Regions from separate parts of the Mus musculus genome. Here region 2 is linked to region 1. The links are chromatin contacts, called in public Hi-C maps. All regions are on one chromosome and are shown on one strand. Each heading gives the region's core, a stretch centred on a gene start, on an enhancer-like site or on the middle of the called end of the contact. The rest is flanking DNA. Distances are from core to core; before and after follow the strand shown. Region 1 holds the start of Fer (fer (fms/fps related) protein kinase). Region 2 has its middle 150 kb from the start of Fer.

Region 1 (2,716 bases), core at 130-2,629:
GGGACACTCAACCTTTTTACATCCTTTGGCTCTTCCACACACCATTATAAAGCCTACACAGGTGTGTATATAAATAGTCCCTAAACCACACCATGTATTTTGCAATACTTTTCCTTTAAACCTGTTCTTATTTCACAGATGGACTGCAAAGTATTTTTTAGATGTTAACCACTAAAATACTGTGGGCCTTATCTTTAGATTCTCTGACATCAGACGTTTATATACGGTGACTTCAGGTTGAGAAGGTTCTTTCTGAAAAATGCCTGAAAACTCCTGTACATGTTGGAGTAGCATATGTTAGGGTGACCGTGAGACCATTGTGAATATATACAGCTTCTTCCGAAGTAAAAGTATCAAAAGCCTCATTGCTCTTACGTCATAAGATATTGAAAATGAAAGGCTGCCCGAACAAACTGAAATTGCAATGGCATGCCCAACAAAAATCACAAATGCACAGAGTTCCAAGCGACCACCTCATGGAAACTTAATTGTTCAAAGGAGCCCTAGCTCTTACCAAAACTAATCTCATGAACTCCTTTCGGAGGGCTGATCTTAAGAGGAGTCCAAGGAAGACACAAAGGTGCCTCCAAATACCTCAGACCCCTAAAAAGCCCTTAGGGAAAAAATCACCCCTGACAAGTCCAGATGCCTCCAGAAGTCTCCCTGGGCCGGACTTCTGAAAGGCTGCCCTGAACCAAAGGGGCAGTGGGACGTGAAGCTGAAGCGAGGCGACACAGGGTCAGAGGGTCCTGATGAAAGGGGCTGCGGGAACTCTCGGGGCTGGGTGCCACAGGAGAGGGCGGCGACGGGTGAGGAGACCAGAAGGGGTGTGGGCACCGTGGGCGAGCGTCGGAGGAGCGCAAGAAGGGAAAGGGTGCGGGCTCCCCACCGCAGCAGCTCCCAACCCCGCCCCACGCCCCGCACACCCGCGACCCGCGACGGGGCGGGGCCAAGCGCCCGCCACGGCCGGCACCGCCCCCTCAGCCTCCGGGTCCCGGGCGGGTAGGAGGGGCGGGCCTGGCGGGCCGGGTGAGCAGCCCGGACCCAAGCCCAACCCGGAACGTTCCGTCGCGCGGGTAGGATGAGGCGAGTGTGACCCCGCAGCCCCGGCAGGGGACCGAGCTGGCTGAGGGCAGAGGAAGCGCCTCCGCACAGCCCGCGTCCGCTGGGCCAAAAGCCCGGCGCCCCCCTGCAGGCGGGAACGGTTACCCCCGCGCTGCGCTCGCCTTCCGGCCTCCTTCCCACCTCCCGGGGCGTTGCCCCGGGCAACGGTGCCTACGGACGGCGGCGTGAAACGCACCTACCTAGAACCTGACAAGCAGAAGCCCCTCAGACCCGGGAGCCAGTCGCCACCCGGCGTCACGGGGACTGCTCCAGCCAATAGGCGCCACCGTTGCGAGGCTCGACAGCCAATCCCGCTACACTCCGGTCTCCGGGCACCCCGAGAGTTTAGCCAATGAGAAGGAGCAAGGGGCGGGCGCTGCCACCGGCCCCAACCCCCTCTTCTACAACCTCCCAGGAGGCGGGCGCGGCCCATTGGCTCGGACCCGCGAGGGGCGGAGCTCAGCGAGTGGGCGGAGGCTGGAGTTGCGGGCGTGAGGAGGCGTGGGCCGTGGCCACCGCCCTGCGTGCTGTTTCCCGTCGAAGCTTGTTCTTGCGGTCTCTCGCGTAGAAGATCCCGCTTCTCCGAGCCCAGCCGTCGGCCTGAGCGGTGGGATGGGCGCGGAGACCGAGGGAGCCTGACAGGAAACTCCGGAGACTCGCGGGGCCAAAGCCGGGAAGTAGCCTGTCCGGGTGATAAGCTGAGGCCGCCCGGAAGGGTCAGCCCCGCGGCCCTGCCGGAAAGGAGGTGTGACGAAACGTGGAGCGCCCGCGGGGGACCGGCGAGGGCCGGCTCTCCTTCCCACCCCGAGCTGGCTGTGCAGCGAACTCTACCTTCCCGCGCTCTGCTTGCGTGTGCTGTAACGTGGATTCCTTTAAATCGGCTTTGCGTTTCTGCGGTGTGCTCAGAACTGCCTTTCCCGCTCCTGTGCCTGCAGTGTCAGACGCTAACGAGCTGACATTCTCTGGAAACATGAGGATGCTCTGCAAAGAGAGCCGCGAGTCCTGGGAGCGGTCCCCTCGAAAGTACTTACCTCTAGGAAAGTCTAGAAAGCGAGGGCCTAAACTGATGTGTTCTTCCAGTGAGGGCTGTTTTCCGAAGCGCTCCTTTGCCAATTTGGTACAAAACAGGAGTAAGGTGGACCTGAACAGATCTTAGTAGGTGATCTGGAGCTCTGTGATAGGTGTTCATGGAGCGTCACTCTCGGGATTGCTGTAGCACGCTTTTTAAGGCAGTGTCCTCTTGTACGTGAGCTCAGCCACATTCACATTCGTCGCCTGCAACAAGTCTGACAGCTCCATTTCCCCTCCCACCCTTAAACCTTTGAGTTAGATTAGAGCCAAAGAAGAATTAATACTTTTTAAAATTCTAAATGGTTATTCACTTAAGTCAGTTTCAAAGACCAAGAAACCAAAACATACTTTAAGGACACAGATATCTTACAGTTGAAAATGGATGAGAGTCTCTCCCCCTTTTTCTCAGAAAACAATTATAAAGTTCTCTTGTCAGATTTATGGTCCAGGAATATCTTTTTCAAGAACGTGGAATGCACAAGAGTTGTGAATCGTTGTTAGAGCACTTGAAACCTTAGATGAACCTCAGCCAGGCTATGGG
Region 2 (2,716 bases), core at 119-2,618, 150 kb after region 1:
CCGTGGCTGGGTGTTGGTAAGTACTGATTGTTGTGGTGATGTCATAACTTCTGAGCCCTCTGGCGTACCCGTTACAACTGTGAATTCGTACGGTTACTACCCATTCTGCTCACCATCACGTTTCCTCTCTGTTTTCAATCCCTTATTCTACTTCCCATCTCACAGTGAGAATTTTAGCGCCAATCTTAGCTTAAAAATCTGTTAGATCCGTCTTTGGTATCCTGCTGGCTTGTACAAAAGACTATATCAGCCTGGAAACCGGATGGCCCATCCTCAGCCAGTAAACACTCCATAGATGCCTTGAGGAGGTTACACTGCAGGGACGGCTTTTGGCTGCACACAGCTGTAGCTCTACAAGATGCCCAGAGACGACTGCTTCAGTCCTTCCCCTGGTGGCCCAGTGGAGATCCTCTAATTGGTATAAATAGGTAGACTAATTTGCATGAAGGATTATGCCATGATTTGTGCAAACATAGACCTCATTTGCATAAGAGACTTTTGTGATTGATTCGAACACCCTCGCCACATCCCCTCTTTGGCTATGCAGGCAGTTTGTGTCACTTCTCAGTCCTCTAAAGACATCCCGGGCTGCTGTCTGCTGCTGTAACCTGAGGCTCGAGGAAAGGCTTCATCTTGGTGGTCTCTTCTGCCTACTGTCACCTTTATTTGCAAGAATGCAAAGAAAAATTATAATTTCCATCATGAAAATGGCAAGTGACTTTAAGAGCTTTCTCCCCCCACCCCCCACCTTGAAACTAAAATCTTTAAGCAGAGAACTCCACCCTCCTGCATCATTTGTCAATTTCTGATAGTTGAAAAGTTTAACAGGAAACATTATCGTCACATGAGAACGGAGGTAAACACCGACCGATCTCTGCTGTTTTCTATTTCCTTCTTGTTTCTATCTCCCTCTTCCTTCCCTCTCTTCATTATGTAGATTCTGCGCAGGTGCCTTGACTGACACAGGTGGGACCCTGGCTTTAACAAGCACCCCCTGTTTTGGGAGACACGCAGGGAATGAATGAAATGAGGCTACGTGGCAGGAGATCGGTCTTTCTTCACCTTACTGTTTGATAGTCTCACATGTTAGGTGAAGGAATTGGCTCAGTTGTCAGTCACATTAACAACTTACAGCCATCTCTTCCGCTCCTCCCCTGACACCAGGTAAGTTAAGAGCAAGCAGAGCACTTCTTTCCTTCCTTTGGTTGGACTGACCAAACTTTCCTTGGTGATGACAAGTCATGAGGCTGGAGCCCTGAGGATAAAGGCTGTCAAGCAGACATCCCTTTGCAAATCAGCTTTCTGTCGAGCAAACTGAGCCAGCCTGCTTGCCTGCGGAAGAGGGTCACCTCAGCCCCACCGCTGACAGATGGTGGTAGCAGGTGTGTGGTTATATTAGTCACAGGCACGGTACTGTTTGTTAGTCCTGTGGCAGTTTTGGCACATGTGCGCTTTGTTTCCAGATCTATCACAAAAGCATCGAATCCCTAAGTCCAAAGAATAGAATGAGTTGAGAGAAAGAACACACATCCCTGGTTGTGATGAGAGCCAAAACCGTGTTAGCTTCACGCAGGCCCCATGCTTTGTTTCTGTATATTATATTGTCCCTGCAAATAAGTGGATTGAGAATCAGACCTCAGAATATAACATAAGTACAGAATTGTCTGACCTTGAAAAGACACACATCAATCTTTTGGACATGTGCCCAGTAACATTTGAAACTAAAGTCATTCTCCGATGCCAGAAATCTTCTATAGTCAAAACAATCTCTGAGCATTCCTGAAACCATGAATGTAACCCCATATAGCAATTCCAGTTTGAATATGACTGAGCCTTTAAAAAGAGAAACAAAGTCAAATTTGTACCGAGGATGTCTTGGTATTCAAATGCATTCACCTTTCAAGAGAAGCGTCAGATCTTAGACTGCGCTGGCGTGTGGATGTGGACACTGTGCTGCCTTCGTGTTGTATTGACCTCACGTTCTACGGGCAGTGAACACGTATTTCTTTGTTGTTTTGAGGAACCAATGGCTTGTACACGTCGAAGTCCACAGTCCTCAAAAAGTAAATATGAGTTGATTTCGAGTCTGACACATGTTTGTTCTGATCCATCTGCCTCTTGTCATGTGAACTGATATGACTGTGTAGACATGTGTAGACATGTTTTCACACTTAAGGATTTAGAAGTGGGTTTAGAGTCCCCTCAAATGGAGCTATACTGAAGGGACAGGTTTTTATTATTTATTTTTATATTTAAATTATTATTATTGTGTATGAATGTTTTGCTTGTATGTATTTCTGTGCACCACATGTGCGCCTGGTGCCCGTGGAAGCCAGAAAAGAGCATTGGATAGCCTAAGACTAGAGTGGTGAATGATCCCCTGTCGATGCTGGGAACCTGGGTCCTCTGGAAGAGCAGCCAGTGCTCTTAACTGTGGAACCCTATCTCTAGACCTCAAGAGATTGTTTTTCATATTATTTTTGTTATTTATTTATTTATTTATTTGCTTGTTCAAGACAAAGTTTCTCTGTGTAGCCCTGACCATTCTAGAACTCACTCTATAGACCAGGTTGGCCTCAAACTCACAGAGACCCACCTGCTTCTGTCACCGGAGGGCTGGGATTAAAAGTGTGCACCACCATGGTCAAGCCCAAGAGATGAAAACTGAATGCATTTTGACAATATGACTAAGTTATGATGTCTTCTTGGATAATTC

What was found. A called contact is a pair of places that touch in the nucleus more often than the background predicts.
Region 2: a Hi-C map of cerebellar granule neurons shows a contact between it and region 1, with 2.3 times the contacts expected there. The contact joins the enhancer-like site here to the promoter of Fer in region 1. A contact is called at or near these places in 2 of 39 promoter capture datasets (both in the 3T3-L1 cell line), 1 of 15 datasets of contacts at CTCF or cohesin (the NIH/3T3 cell line), 6 of 484 Hi-C or Micro-C datasets (adipose-derived mesenchymal stem cells, cerebellar granule neurons, cerebral cortex and 2 more) and 2 of 115 datasets of contacts at active chromatin or transcription factors (the NIH/3T3 cell line and embryonic fibroblasts).

What each region holds. Positions count from the first base shown.
Region 1 is chr17:63,862,644-63,865,359 of GRCm38.p6, reverse strand. It overlaps Fer (fer (fms/fps related) protein kinase), which reads right to left and starts at 1,379. Exons shown (of 19, transcript NM_001037997.3): 1 at 1,305-1,379.
Region 2 is chr17:63,714,998-63,717,713 of GRCm38.p6, reverse strand. No RefSeq gene overlaps it. Among named protein-coding and RNA genes, the nearest start is that of Fer, 150 kb to the left of the region's middle. Within about 2 kb of position 1,368, at least 5 of the 459 cell types and tissues checked have an H3K27ac peak or open chromatin away from gene starts, as enhancers often do. A contact at or near this core is called in cerebellar granule neurons, where this site is marked.